4 separate regions of the Mus musculus genome follow, and regions 2, 3 and 4 are each linked to region 1. The links are chromatin contacts, called in public HiChIP or PLAC-seq and promoter capture Hi-C maps. All regions are on one chromosome and are shown on one strand. Each heading gives the region's core, a stretch centred on a gene start, on an enhancer-like site or on the middle of the called end of the contact. The rest is flanking DNA. Distances are from core to core; before and after follow the strand shown. Region 1 holds the start of Slc7a8 (solute carrier family 7 (cationic amino acid transporter, y+ system), member 8). Region 2 holds the start of Dad1 (defender against cell death 1). Region 3 has its middle 64 kb from the start of Gm30275. Region 4 holds the start of Tgm1 (transglutaminase 1, K polypeptide).

The links. Promoter capture Hi-C pulls out the DNA fragments that hold promoters and counts their contacts. HiChIP or PLAC-seq counts read pairs in DNA pulled down with a chosen protein or histone mark.
Region 2: a contact with region 1 is called in an H3K27ac HiChIP or PLAC-seq map of embryonic stem cells, with 5 read pairs. The contact joins the promoter of Dad1 here to the promoter of Slc7a8 in region 1. A contact is called at or near these places in 6 of 39 promoter capture datasets (hematopoietic stem and progenitor cells, hippocampal neurons, liver and 3 more), 1 of 484 Hi-C or Micro-C datasets (double positive thymocytes), 1 of 115 datasets of contacts at active chromatin or transcription factors (embryonic stem cells) and 1 of 9 other capture datasets (pancreatic islet).
Region 3: a contact with region 1 is called in a promoter capture Hi-C map of pre-B cells, with 7 times the contacts expected there. The contact joins the enhancer-like site here to the promoter of Slc7a8 in region 1. A contact is called at or near these places in 3 of 39 promoter capture datasets (the C10 cell line, pre-B cells and stem cell-derived epiblast-like cells), 1 of 15 datasets of contacts at CTCF or cohesin (large pre-B cells), 2 of 484 Hi-C or Micro-C datasets (embryonic stem cells and pre-B cells) and 1 of 115 datasets of contacts at active chromatin or transcription factors (large pre-B cells).
Region 4: a contact with region 1 is called in an H3K4me3 HiChIP or PLAC-seq map of bone marrow-derived macrophages, with 5 times the contacts expected there. The contact joins the promoter of Tgm1 here to the promoter of Slc7a8 in region 1. A contact is called at or near these places in 1 of 115 datasets of contacts at active chromatin or transcription factors (bone marrow-derived macrophages) and 1 of 9 other capture datasets (pancreatic islet).

Annotation. Positions count from the first base shown.
Region 1 is chr14:54,780,322-54,783,178 of GRCm38.p6, forward strand. Slc7a8 (solute carrier family 7 (cationic amino acid transporter, y+ system), member 8) reads right to left here and starts at 1,565. Exons shown (of 11, transcript NM_016972.2): 1 at 859-1,565. The coding sequence starts at 1,006.
Region 2 is chr14:54,252,467-54,255,450 of GRCm38.p6, forward strand. Dad1 (defender against cell death 1) reads right to left here and starts at 1,463. Exons shown (of 3, transcript NM_001113358.1): 1 at 1,166-1,463. The coding sequence starts at 1,376. It also overlaps a transcript of Abhd4 not described here.
Region 3 is chr14:54,060,338-54,063,449 of GRCm38.p6, forward strand. It overlaps Tcra and Tcrd. Among named protein-coding and RNA genes, the nearest start is that of Gm30275, 64 kb to the right of the region's middle. Within about 2 kb of position 1,479, at least 57 of the 459 cell types and tissues checked have an H3K27ac peak or open chromatin away from gene starts, as enhancers often do. A contact at or near this core is called in pre-B cells, where this site is marked.
Region 4 is chr14:55,711,979-55,714,928 of GRCm38.p6, forward strand. Tgm1 (transglutaminase 1, K polypeptide) reads right to left here and starts at 1,514. Exons shown (of 15, transcript NM_001161714.1): 1 at 1,409-1,514; 2 at 456-776; 3 at 123-311. The coding sequence starts at 771.

The DNA.
Region 1 (2,857 bases), core at 315-2,814:
GAGACCTATACTGGTTCTCTCTGGATCACCCAGCTCCTCTCCTAAAGAGCTTCCAAGCCAGAGCACACATTTCACCCATGAATTCCTCCTGTACCCCACAATCTACCACCTCCCAGTTCCCGCTAAGAACCTCACAGGGTCTTCTGTGGGTGTTAACAGACAGGCGCCCCCAACTAGGTAACCAGAAAAAAACAAAAAACAAAAAAACAAAAACAAAAAAACCTGGAAAACTCCATTTCAAGAACACAGTCAAGTCAGCTGGTTCTCCCTTCCATATTTTCCTCATCTGAGACAGCTCGGCTGTCACATCTGTTTCACAAGTGCTTCATAGGATGGGCCAGCCTATGAAGAACCATGATTATAAAGCATTTTTATTACTGTTTTTTTACTATTCGAGGCATTACACACCACAGTGCTTCATAACATAAGACAACATAATACTAAATATGCTTCAAACACAGATTCACAGCCTGCAGAGGGTGGCTGCACAGAAGCTAGTTAAAAATCCATGTGTCAGCCCGAATTAGGCTCTCCTGGATCAGAACTGCCTAGTGACAAGCCGGAAAGAATTTGTTACACTTCTAATAAATTCCCAGGCAATACTTGGGACGCAGAGCCTGTATGGTTCCTGACTCTTGTTTGTTCTATTCTAAGGAGAGAACAGCTCAGCCTGGCTTGGCTGAAGCGATGTATGACAGACATCACTTCCATAGCTCCGACTTGACCGGTGCAGTTGGACAACACAAGTCACAGACAAAGCAAAGCTGCCTTTGAGGCTTTGGCGGGGTTAAAGTCCCTCGAAGGACCCCCGGAGAGAGGGTGGGATGGCGCCGGGGGCCGCAAAGGACCTGGACTCACCTACAATGATACCACAGGCGCTGACCAATCCGATCTCTTTCTTCAGGGCTACTCCGCCCCCTCCCGAGCTAGCCTCGGCCTCAGGGCTGGTGTCAGAACCCGGGTGGTTCTTCGCGGTGTTGTTTCGCTGGCGGGCTCCCTTTTCCATCTTTCTCCGTAGGGTTCCGACCACCCAAAGCGAAAAAGAGCAGTCTTTTTCTAAACGCTCGTGCGTGTAAACGTATAGATATGTGGAAAAACAGAGTTTCCAATTAGAACGCCCTTTTCCGAAAACAGAGTGCGCTCCTACCCTCTAAAAGTGACAGCAAATGAGAGTCACACGTGTCACTGCCTAACAAACAAGGGCCGTGTTTTTAAATGGAAGGCAAAGAATATATATATATATAAATACAAAAATAGAACTGTACCAGCGACTCCAGCTGGAATTCTCCGGAAAGCGTTTATCTTCAGAAGCCCAGGATCGCTCTGCTCGGTGTACCGGGCGGCGGCTTGCTCTGGTCAGGATTTCCCTGCAGCCCTCCTAATGAAACAGATCGCCTCCACCTTCCCTTAAGTCTCTTCTACGATGAGGGTAAAAGTAGTTCTTCTTAGCTGAGGGAGCGGAGGAGGAGCCGTGCTCAGGTACTTTCTTGCTCGCCGGCTCTGGATCAGGTTTCCACCTGCTGCGGTCGCCCCTTCCTTCTCGCCCTTGTCGGCTCCGAGCTCCGTGCTCACTCCGCAGATCGCTCCATCTGTGAGGGCAGGGTGGCTGCTGCGCTCGCGAATGTGCTTCCCTTTCGGCTGCGGCGTTTATTTGCGGACCGAGGCTCCGCCCCCCACCTCCTCCATCCTTAAGCCGCATCTCCTCCCTCTTCTTCTATTTAATTATTAGTACCCCCTACCCCCAAAGATCACGGAGGAAGGGGCTTAAAACATTTTCTTTTCTTTTCATAGTGGGAGCAAGGGAAGGGTGGGCCGCAGGGGGAAGTCACTAGCCAAGGCTTCATCTCAGGTCGCACAGCATTTGTGAACTCTATAAGGGCACACGGTTCTGCGGGCTTCTAATGCCTTCAGAAACACACTGGCCAGTGTACTAAGATGTTTAGGTGTGGATCATTTGAGGACAAGGTCGAGAAAGCTGCAGAGATATTGCCATCAAGCTGTTTCATGAAATAGGGGGTGGTTTTGGTGTGTGTGGGGGGGGGCAATGTGGAAGAACTTTAAGCTGAAGAGTTTCTTTTAGGGACTGTCATGAAAGCTAAATAAAATTATGAAGAATATGGGGTAGTTGCAACGTTTTTCCGAAGCAGGATAAGGAGGATTCTGGCCTGCCCCATGACCCCTAATATTTTATCACAAATTATTTGAACTTCAGACAGGAGGTCGTGAGCCCCTCACCGATCATGAAACAGACGTGTTGATGCTAAGAATGGTAATGGTTAAGAATATTAACATTGCACCCCCATTTCCTTGAAGAATGTAATTCAAAACAGTTGCTCCACCTCAAGAACTGTGTCTATTTCTAACTGTAAAGTGCTTTGAAGAAAACAACAACAACAAAACAACCATGAAACAATATTATAGACCATGCTGAAAAACTAAAGTTTTTTTTTACATAGTCTATACAAAATGATTTGATTTTAAAATGAGTCTAAAAAATAAAATTCCAAAGGGCCTGGTGGCACACACATCTTTAATCCGAGCACTTGGGATGCAGAGGCAGGCAGATCTCCTTGAGTTTAAGGCTAGCCAGAGGTCCAAAGTGAAATTCTGTCTCAATAAGACAAACTAAATTCCCCAATCTGACCACTAATTACGCAAATTTGGCTTCACTCATTTTTTTAAGAAAAACACTAAAAAACTTGGACTTTTCAAGAAAATAAAAAAGTTAAGCCCTTTAGGAATGGGGTTGGCTAAGCTATCTAGAACGGCTCTTCCGGATAGGGTAAAGTCCAGACAATGAACGGTCTCCCTTCCCGCCTGCCCCTTGCTCACCCTACTCAGCAAGTATCAAGAGGTT
Region 2 (2,984 bases), core at 213-2,712, 530 kb before region 1:
TCAACAGGAGAGACCTTACTTAAATCAGCTGTTAGCCCCACTCTGTTCCTACACTTCCATAACCAGAGGCTAAATAAGTAAGAGGTTCTCAGCCTCTTACTGTTCTCTGTCGGGAACAGTACTGGGCACAGTAGAGAGGTTTGTCAGACCTGGCTAATGGTGCTAACATATCCTGATGGTTAGGGTGTAGCCTCCAGAAACTGGACCAAAAACCAAAGACACTATGATGACCACTGAATAAGCTGACTTTGCAGCTCTAGCTCTGACTGGGGCACAAGTCGGCTGGGGCCTATTTAAGTTCTGAAAAGTAAAATTGTTCCCAGTGGGCCTGACCTAGCAATGTGAATGTGTACATGTGACGTGAGGTTTATGTTAAGACACTAAATCAAGTCTCCAGACAAGTCCAATGCTATATTTTGTCTCTGCCCAAACCAGCTGTAATTCACTGAGGAAAACAATTGCTAATAAACCCCCAAAACACTGCTGACTGACCATGATACATTTGGTAGTAACATTCCTAAGCCAAACCTGTTCCCAGTATTCTCTCAGTTCCATGGGGCAAGAAAAGTCAGACTTCAGATGAAATCCATGGCGGCAATCCTCATTAAACCTGGAAGTCTGTAAGGTTATTAAATGTGTAGAAGAAAGAAGAGCTAATACACAATTGTGTGAATAAAAATTGAGTTGAGGGTAAAGAGAAAAAGCACATAAATTATGCACAGAAATAAGTAGGGGCAACTAAAAAGCCAGCATCAATTGGGTTGCCTCCTCACAAGCAGTCACTAATATTTATATTCCTATACTATCACCAAAGTCTTCTCCTAGATGAAGTAGGGATTAGGCCAAAGTGATAGAAATGTCTCAGCTTGGCATTTTAATTTAAAGCTCTACCAACTTTAAATTTGTGTTAAAGTTTCATCAAGGTAGGATATTTTTCCTTAGAGAAGTATTAATTGCGACGAACACCAGAAGACTATTTCTTTACATATTCAGTTTCAACTCCTGTTAGGCATTAGAAACGTGACATTTCTGAGCCTGCTTCCTGGATCCCAAGAAGTAAGCGTGACTTCACAGACGACGGCCTTCTACAAACTACCAAAGGGTACCGTGAGGACGAAGCTGCGCGCCAAAGTGGGACATTATGACCAGGATACAGAATCATTACCCGCTAGGATGAAGCTGCCCACACAAGAGATGAAGCCAGAGAGGAAAGAGTTGAAGGGGAAGGTGCCCACGAGGAGACAGTAGCCGAACTGCAGCGCCCCGGTCAGCAGTATATAAAGGAGATAGGCGTCCAGCAACTTCAGCCGCTGCGGAGTGGAGCTCAAGTACTCCTCCAGGAACCGGGAGATGACGGACACCACAGACGCCGACATGACGAACACGGGGACTTCGGATACCGGACGACCACAGACGATGTGGCTCGCGCGTGCGCGTTAGCGGGCCCTAGCCACGCCCACACCGGCGGGCCAATTGGCTCCGGCGTAAAGGCCAGCCTTGGTGCGTCACAATTAATGCGCAGACACAGGCTGCATACCCAGACTGAGAACTACAAACGGAAATAAATTAATGCTCCTGCGCAGGGCCTATCTCCCCCTCTGGAGACGTGTACTATAGCCTTATTTCCGCCCTGCGTTTGTTGACGCCCTCTGTTGCTCTGGCGACGAGATTTGTGACCGGAACAAGGGGAGAGGTTTAACAGCGGACAGAGACGCTTCCCAGAGAGTTCCGGCTCTCTTTGATCCCCCTCAGTGGTCTAGCTTGGGAATCTGCTTAGAGACCAAGCTGGCGGTCCAGGGACTTAACCTGCCTGGCCCTAATTCTCTTAAAAGCTCTATCTTCAGATGCCTATGACCGATCATTAGAGCAGGTCAAGTTCCTCCGCAGTGAGAACTATGCTTATACGGGCCAAGCGCCGGTTTACACTGGCGGGAGAGGGTTGACCTCTACAGGATCCTGAACTGGAAGGCTGAATCTGGGCCCCACGAAGAACCTAAGCCAGCAGGTATTCATTCATTCAACAAACGCTCGTTGAGTACCAAGGAGGTCCAATAGCTGTAGTTATATTGTAGGAATTTTTAGGTTAATCAGTCACTGTCTAAAAAGAGAGATAGTCACTTGTGCGTAGAGTGAAGGGTCAGGATCAGCAGCAAACTGACATTGTACAACAGGTATTGTTATAATATTCCTTGAATGGCTCCAAAGAGCATATTTGTTTCAACCTGATCCTCTGAATCATTTTATAGAAAAAGAATTGAAAGTTTGAGGTTTTAACAAGTACAATTAACTGCTTTTTAGCGTTTTAGCTGAAGAAAACTTAAGTTCTGCCTTCTGGTTTGCACTGCCATTACAAGTTCACAATAACCCGACCTTCTAAACCTAGTATCTCATCTTTCAGTTAAAAAGTCTACCCGCATAGAATCCGGTACTTCATTTCAGCGTTTAAGACACTTCCAACTGCCCTGCCTAACTAGTTGAGCAGCATTTCTAAACCCGCAACTGAACTACTGTCGCTTGTTATCTGTATTTAGCCCGGAAACACTTAGCGCCACAATCCAATAAGACGTAAATAGCCCTGCCCAGGTTCCAGTGAATCACTCGTGTCTTTGGAAAGCCTTAGTCTGTTAAAAGAGGTAAATCCATATTCACAAGAGAGAAGTTTGCACTCCTAGAAATGTAGCCTCTGTGCTCTTGTGTTACTGTAGAGTGGGTGGGATGTGGAAGGATAACCAGACGGGTTCCTACTCCACATAATATGAAATGCATCTGCAATTGAACCCTTCTCCCTGTCTCAGCACAAGTAGAACAGATTCCTCTGGTCGTCAACTTAAGGCCAAATGGGCTAACTGGCTGTTTCTAATTATCCAGTAATGAATTCTTCCAGAAGTTCCTGTGCCATCATCCCAGCACCTTCCAGAAGTGTCTTAGCCTTTGATCTTTGTCATTAACATCTTCATAGGAGTTCCCTAGGAAGACAGAATCAA
Region 3 (3,112 bases), core at 229-2,728, 720 kb before region 1:
GAGACCCTGTGTAGCTTTCTGCTGTCACGTTCCTCCCCTGGGGTGTCTGCTGCTCTCTCATCTCCTTGGCAGACCTTGGGGGTTCATTTATCTAGAACCCCTATTACCACTAGACAAGCTCAGTGGTCTGACCTTTCACCACAATCCCCAAATGGGAAAAGGAGCTCTGGGCATTTTAAAGAGCAAACTGTGCTTGCTTCTGTAGCAGACGGAAAAGATATCGCATGACCAGAATGCATTAGGATGCACCTACATATGGGGACTTGCTTTCTAAGCTGTCCAAAACTAAAGTAGGGGTCCACTCCTGCTGGCAGCAGAAACAACACAGCCTGGAAGACACAGCTGTGTGGTGTGTCCCAGGTCTGAAGCCAGACAACTTGGCTGCTTCTTTTCTGTATTTCTATAATTCTTTTTTCTTTCCTTCTCTCTTTCTTTCTTCCTTTCTTTCTTTCCTTCTTTCTTTTTTTCACCATTTACCCAGTACAACAATACCCTATTGAGTTCTTCTAAGCCAGGGTATTTAAAAGCCTTGGGTGGTTTCTGAGAACAGGGTACAAATCTAGGCACCCCTCTTTGGCCTGTTGAGAAACTGGACTGTCCTCCACTAACCACAAAACCCATGGTTACCAGGACTTCTCGGAGTCATTCATTAAAACAGTGATATTGAGGTAAATAATTCAGTCACTTTCCACACAGAGGAACTCGGGCATGGAACTAAGAAACAGCCTCATCTCTCCTGGTCTTCATCCCTTTCCTCTCTTTAGCCCTCCATGGACACCAAGGTGACCTGCCACTGCTTTCCAGTCCCTTGAGAGTGACTCCAGATGCCAAAAACTCTGCCTGTCTGAGTGACCTTAAACAGCCTGTATCCTGTTCATGCCTCATCTGTGATGTGTAACTTGAGGTCCTGGGATTAGATGATGACTGAGTCCTCTTCCAGCTCCTACCATCTTGCAGCTTTGCCTTCCCAAGCTTCTGTCAGCCCTCAAAGGATGGCACACAGAATACAGTTTCCAACAATAGGCCAACTCAGCAGGACCTGGCAACACTTGTTTTCCAGTAGAGAAGAATTGTGGCTGTGGTTGGACTCTTGTTGACATTCTTTGTCCTCTGAAGGAAACAAACCCGGAGGCTTCAGATGTCATTGACACCAACAACAGGGCCTGGGGTGGTCACACCCTTGTGGAAGAAACCTGCCGAGCTGTTCCTGTGGGCTCTGAAGTTGCCTAGTCCAAGACTGAGGATGTTTTAATAACTATTTCTCAAATTTAAAAAAAAGAGCTTTTTATATTCAGCATAGGGGTGTGGGGGGTAAATCAGGTCTCCCAGGAGGGCTCTACTCTCGCCCATAATAGGGGATTGGTTTAGCTCAGCTGCTCCTACAAAGGGTTGAATACAGCAAGCAGCAGTGCAGGCAGCTCCCTGCAGCTCTATGTGAAAATGACTCACAGCGGTTATGAATATCAAGCCTCCTTTGATGTGTTCCCAGACGTGAGGAACAGCCTGGAAGAGGAGGTTGGCTCTGGATGCCTGCTCTGTGGGGTGGTGCACAGAGGCCTGAGCACATCTGGCACTATCCAGAAGCTCCAGGAGAAATTCAGGCTGGGTAATTACCTAGGACTTCCTAGGATACCACAGCTCTGATTCATCATTATGCTCTCTCTGTCTCTGTCTGTCTCTTTGTCTCTCTGTCTCTGTCTCTCTCACACACACACACATGCACAGAGAGACAGAGACAGAGACAGAGACAGAGACAGAGAGAGAATTAGATTCCCCTAGAAACTGCAACCTGTTTCTATACCTTCACCTTTCCCAAGGGGATAACAATTCACATCCATGAATAAAAGTTGTTTTACTGAACACAAAATGAATGTGCCTCCTCACCCAGCATCTGTACCAATTGCTGTAAAGCCATAGACCCTGCCCCAGTCAGCCAAGCGGAAGGAGTTTCCTCTGTAATGGCCATTTCTACACTCTTAGCCTTTCAAGAGGCTGCATGGTACCTTGTTCTTCTAATAGGTTCTCAATGGTGATTGACTACAGTGACTCCAAGTCTTTTCCCCCATTGGCAGCTCATGAGACTGGGTCAATCACACTTAGATATAATAGAAGACAGAGCTGTGGCCACAGCATCCCGGCTTGTAGCAAATGGGTGGGTGAGCCACTACCACTTCATGTCTGTTTCTGGGGAGAATGAATGCATGCAAGGGTTTCTCCCATCTTAGGCCAGGTTCAATAGCATATTCTCTAAGTCTCTGGAAACTTTGGCAGTCTTTATACTTTTAGAAGCAAATAATACTACTGTGTTCTAGTAGATGGTCCCACCCATGCAATGTTGGCAGCACTAAGTAGATTCAGTGGGTAATTTTGAGAGGGACAAAGAGAGGGAGGGAAAGAGAGGGAGGGAGAGAGAGAAAAAGAGAATGAAATTTGAAGGAAACGTGGCAGAGAGAGATGTCAGAGGAACTGAAGAATAGCTGATATGTAAATTTGATCTAACACATTATGTGCATTATGAATATCAGGTAAAATGCATTAAAAAAAAAAGCAATTGTCAAGGGGCATTTAGGGAGGTAATTGATTTAATCCTGTGCTTGCTTATTTTCCTTTTCTGAAATGATGTTTACATTGCAGCTAAGTGGGGCTTTGAGTGAAAATTTCTCGGGAATCCGCAGAGATCTCTGTGCCCTAGGCATGGAAACAAAGCCAGCAGCTCGTTTTCAGGGAGTACTAGCCATGTGTCAGGCACAATGCTTAGAGCCTCCCAGACATCTTCCTCCCTAACGTTCTTGCTCCCTGGGTCAGTGTGTGGGAGCTGGAGGAGGTACTGTGTCTCCACGAGGCAGATAGCAAACCAAAGCCTCAGAAAGGCTAAAACTCTCCTGAGAGTCAACAGCTAAAGTCTCAAAGAAGAACTTGGATTCCAGATTGTTAGATTGCACAGCGTTAGCTCTAACCACTGTGCCATGAGCTATATTCTCATTATCAAGGGCTTATTAAATGTGAGGCACTGGAGTTTTAATAAGGCTTAGCAGAAAAGATTTCACAAAGCTCCTTAACTACACGCTAGAACACAGACAGCTCTCTATGTATACCATTGTGACTGTGCTTG
Region 4 (2,950 bases), core at 264-2,763, 930 kb after region 1:
CCGGCACCAGCCTCTTTTGGCAGAGGTGAGGAGTGCCGGGGAGGAGCCTAAAGACCTCTCTAACCTAACACCAGCCCTTCAAGTCTAGGGGCTTTACCCTTCCCATTCCAGGTCCCACTCACCAATGAGGAGCTCAAGGGCAATGCGATCAGAGGACTCATATTCCCGGTTCAAGAAAAGGATCATGTGGAAGGGCTGCCCACGGCGCACAATCAGCTCATCATATTCAAACTCATCCGTGTGGTGCTCTCGGCGGTTCTGGTCTGATCGTGAGCACAGCAGATCCACACCAGTCACAACCAGCATTCCCTCTGTGAAACCACATCCATGGGTCAGTGAAGAGTTCACGAAGAGCCCAGTCCCTCCTCAGAAGTCTCAGAAGCCCCCTTAGAGATGCCAGGATAAACCTTAGGTTCCATAAAGGCTCAGCTCTAGGTTAAGGTGTGTAATCTCACCTCGGATGGTGCCATCTCCAGCTGCATTTACACCACTGCCCCGAGACTCGGGTCTTCGGCCACCCCGAGAGTCCCTACCCCGGGAGCTGGTCCCTCTGCTTCTGGAGCCAGAAGGTTCAGGTCCCCAGTCATCGTCCCCTCTGTTCCCACATGAGCAGCAGCCACAACAACGAGCCCAGAAGGAGCGGCCTCCTCCTCGGCGGGAGCGCGAGCGTCTGTCTGGCTCCGGCACCGGCTCTGGCTCCGGTGACGGTGTTGTAGGGGGCTGCCAGGGGCTCCTGCCCCAGCGGCCCACGTCTGAGCGAGGACCTTCCATTGTGCCTGTGTAGAAGAGACAGAGGGTGCTCATTCACTCAGATCTCCTGTGCCTGGGATGTCCATCCCACCCACCCAGAAACTCTATCCAGAGAAATTGGTTCAGTACCAGCTAGGTGACTGGGATAATCACATTCTCACCCTGAGATGCCCCAAAGACCCTATTCAGTCACCCAGAAGAAGCACCTTATATTGCAGAGAAAAACCTCCTCTCCACCTTGCTATAGACACTCTCAAATCATACTAAAAAACAGATGTCCAGTGGAGAAACCATTGAAGATCCATCTGAGGAAATGCACAGTTGCCTAAGAGAACACCTCCAAACCCTGTATATATCGGTCTCTCCACCCGCTGGCTTCTCAGTTTAGAGGTCCAGCCTCTAGGACTATTTAACAGCAGGTAGGAGGCATAGGGGTCAGAGTCCCCCGACATGCCTCACGTCTGGACAAACTTCAGGCAGGGCTGCGGAGATGGCACAGCAGGCGTAAGCAGAGTTTGGCCCCAGGAAAATTGGGTCTCAGCCCACAGCAGGTACGCACTGGAGATCGGTCCTTTCTGGGCTTGGGCTGTGTGTCCCTTGACAGCGAAGGCCCGCTGTGGCTCAGCACTGAGGTAAGGTGTAAGCTGGAGCCTCTCACCTGGCAGCGGTGTTGGTGATGGCACCACCGGGTCCCGGGCCCGGGTGGAGCAGGTCAGGGCGTTTGGGACGGGACCAACAGGCTGGACGTAGCCACGCGAGTGGAAGGTGTAGGGCGGGCCGGGTAAGCAGTTTATGAGGGGAGGGGAGGCGGGGCCGAGTTTCTGGGAAAAGGGGAAGAGGGTTGCTTCATCCCTCCTGTCAAGAGGCCAGTCTCTGGGGGCTGTCCTCTGGTAGGGGCGGGAAAGACTGGCTCCACCCACTTTCTCCTTTCTAGGAACTGAGGTCATGCTAAGGAGGGGGTCCGGATCAAAGTTCTGTCAGACCTGAGGCTGAAGTGAAAAGGAAAGGCGTTTGGTGACGGATCCCACACCAACTTGATTCTTACCACACTAGGTGTTCAGAGAGCAAAGAGAAGGGCTCTTCCACTCAGGCCTGCAGGGCAGATCTGTTCCCTAGCTGGAGATGCCTCCTTTTGCTCTCAGAGGGCCCTGCTGCTAAGCTCTCTTGTAGCACCCACCGGGCTTGGCCCTGTGAAACTGGTCCCTGGGACTGGAACTTCTTTTGCCTAGGAAGGTCCCAGTACCTCAGGCTGCAGACAGATGACATCAGCGGCCAGGCCCTCAAACTGGCTCCACCTGTCAGTCCCTGACCAGCCAGCTCTACCAGGTCTTCTCATGCCCCTCAGCATACTGCACCCTTCTGTCTCTCTTTCAGCTGTTCCACAGCCCCCAGAATGAGTGGGCTATCTCTGTTTCTTCTAAGTTCGAGATCCTCCCAGCTTGAAAGTCTCGGGAAGGCTTAGGTCTTGGCTTGCTTTCAGGTCTGGGTGGACAGGAGCCTCCTCCCCAGGCTACCTGGTATTCCCTTCTTTCACTGAGAGTGTCTCATCAGCTGGAGGTAAGCATTTCCCCTCATTTGCAGCCTGGAATTCTTCTTGAGAATCCAGACCAACCGGCTCCAGGAACACACTCTCTGTCCTTTCCAGCTCCTGCCCTGGCTCTGGGTGAACCGTCAGAGATGTCATTAAAACTGCCCCAAGGCAGAGAGGAGCCAGACAGCTTTAGGGAGGCTCTCTCTGGCCCTGTCCGAGGCACCGCACCGACAACTAGGACCTCTTCACTCCGCTCCATGGGCCACCATCAAAGATAGTGAAAATAGCATTGGCAAAAAAAAAAAAAAAAAAAGAAAGAAAAAGAAAAGAAAAGAAAAGAAAAGAAAAGAAAAGAAAAGAAAGACAGACACAAAGCAGCATCCTAGGCAGCAATCTGTTTGGAAATGTATCCTGTACAAAGGTATCCAGGGAAGTAGGAACAGCTCCAGGATCTACATATACACTGATTGGTTGTTTGGTTTTTTTGTTTGTTTTTGTTTTTTGTTTGTTTTGAAATGATCTCACATATAGCCCAGGCAGACTTTGAGCTCACAGTAACTCTCCTGCTTTAACCTCCCAAGTGCTGGGATTACAGAAGAAGGCTGACAGTAAGCATGGTGTGAGTTTTTCCCTGTTCAGCTGGCAAGCCTTGGAACCTAGCAGACTTCT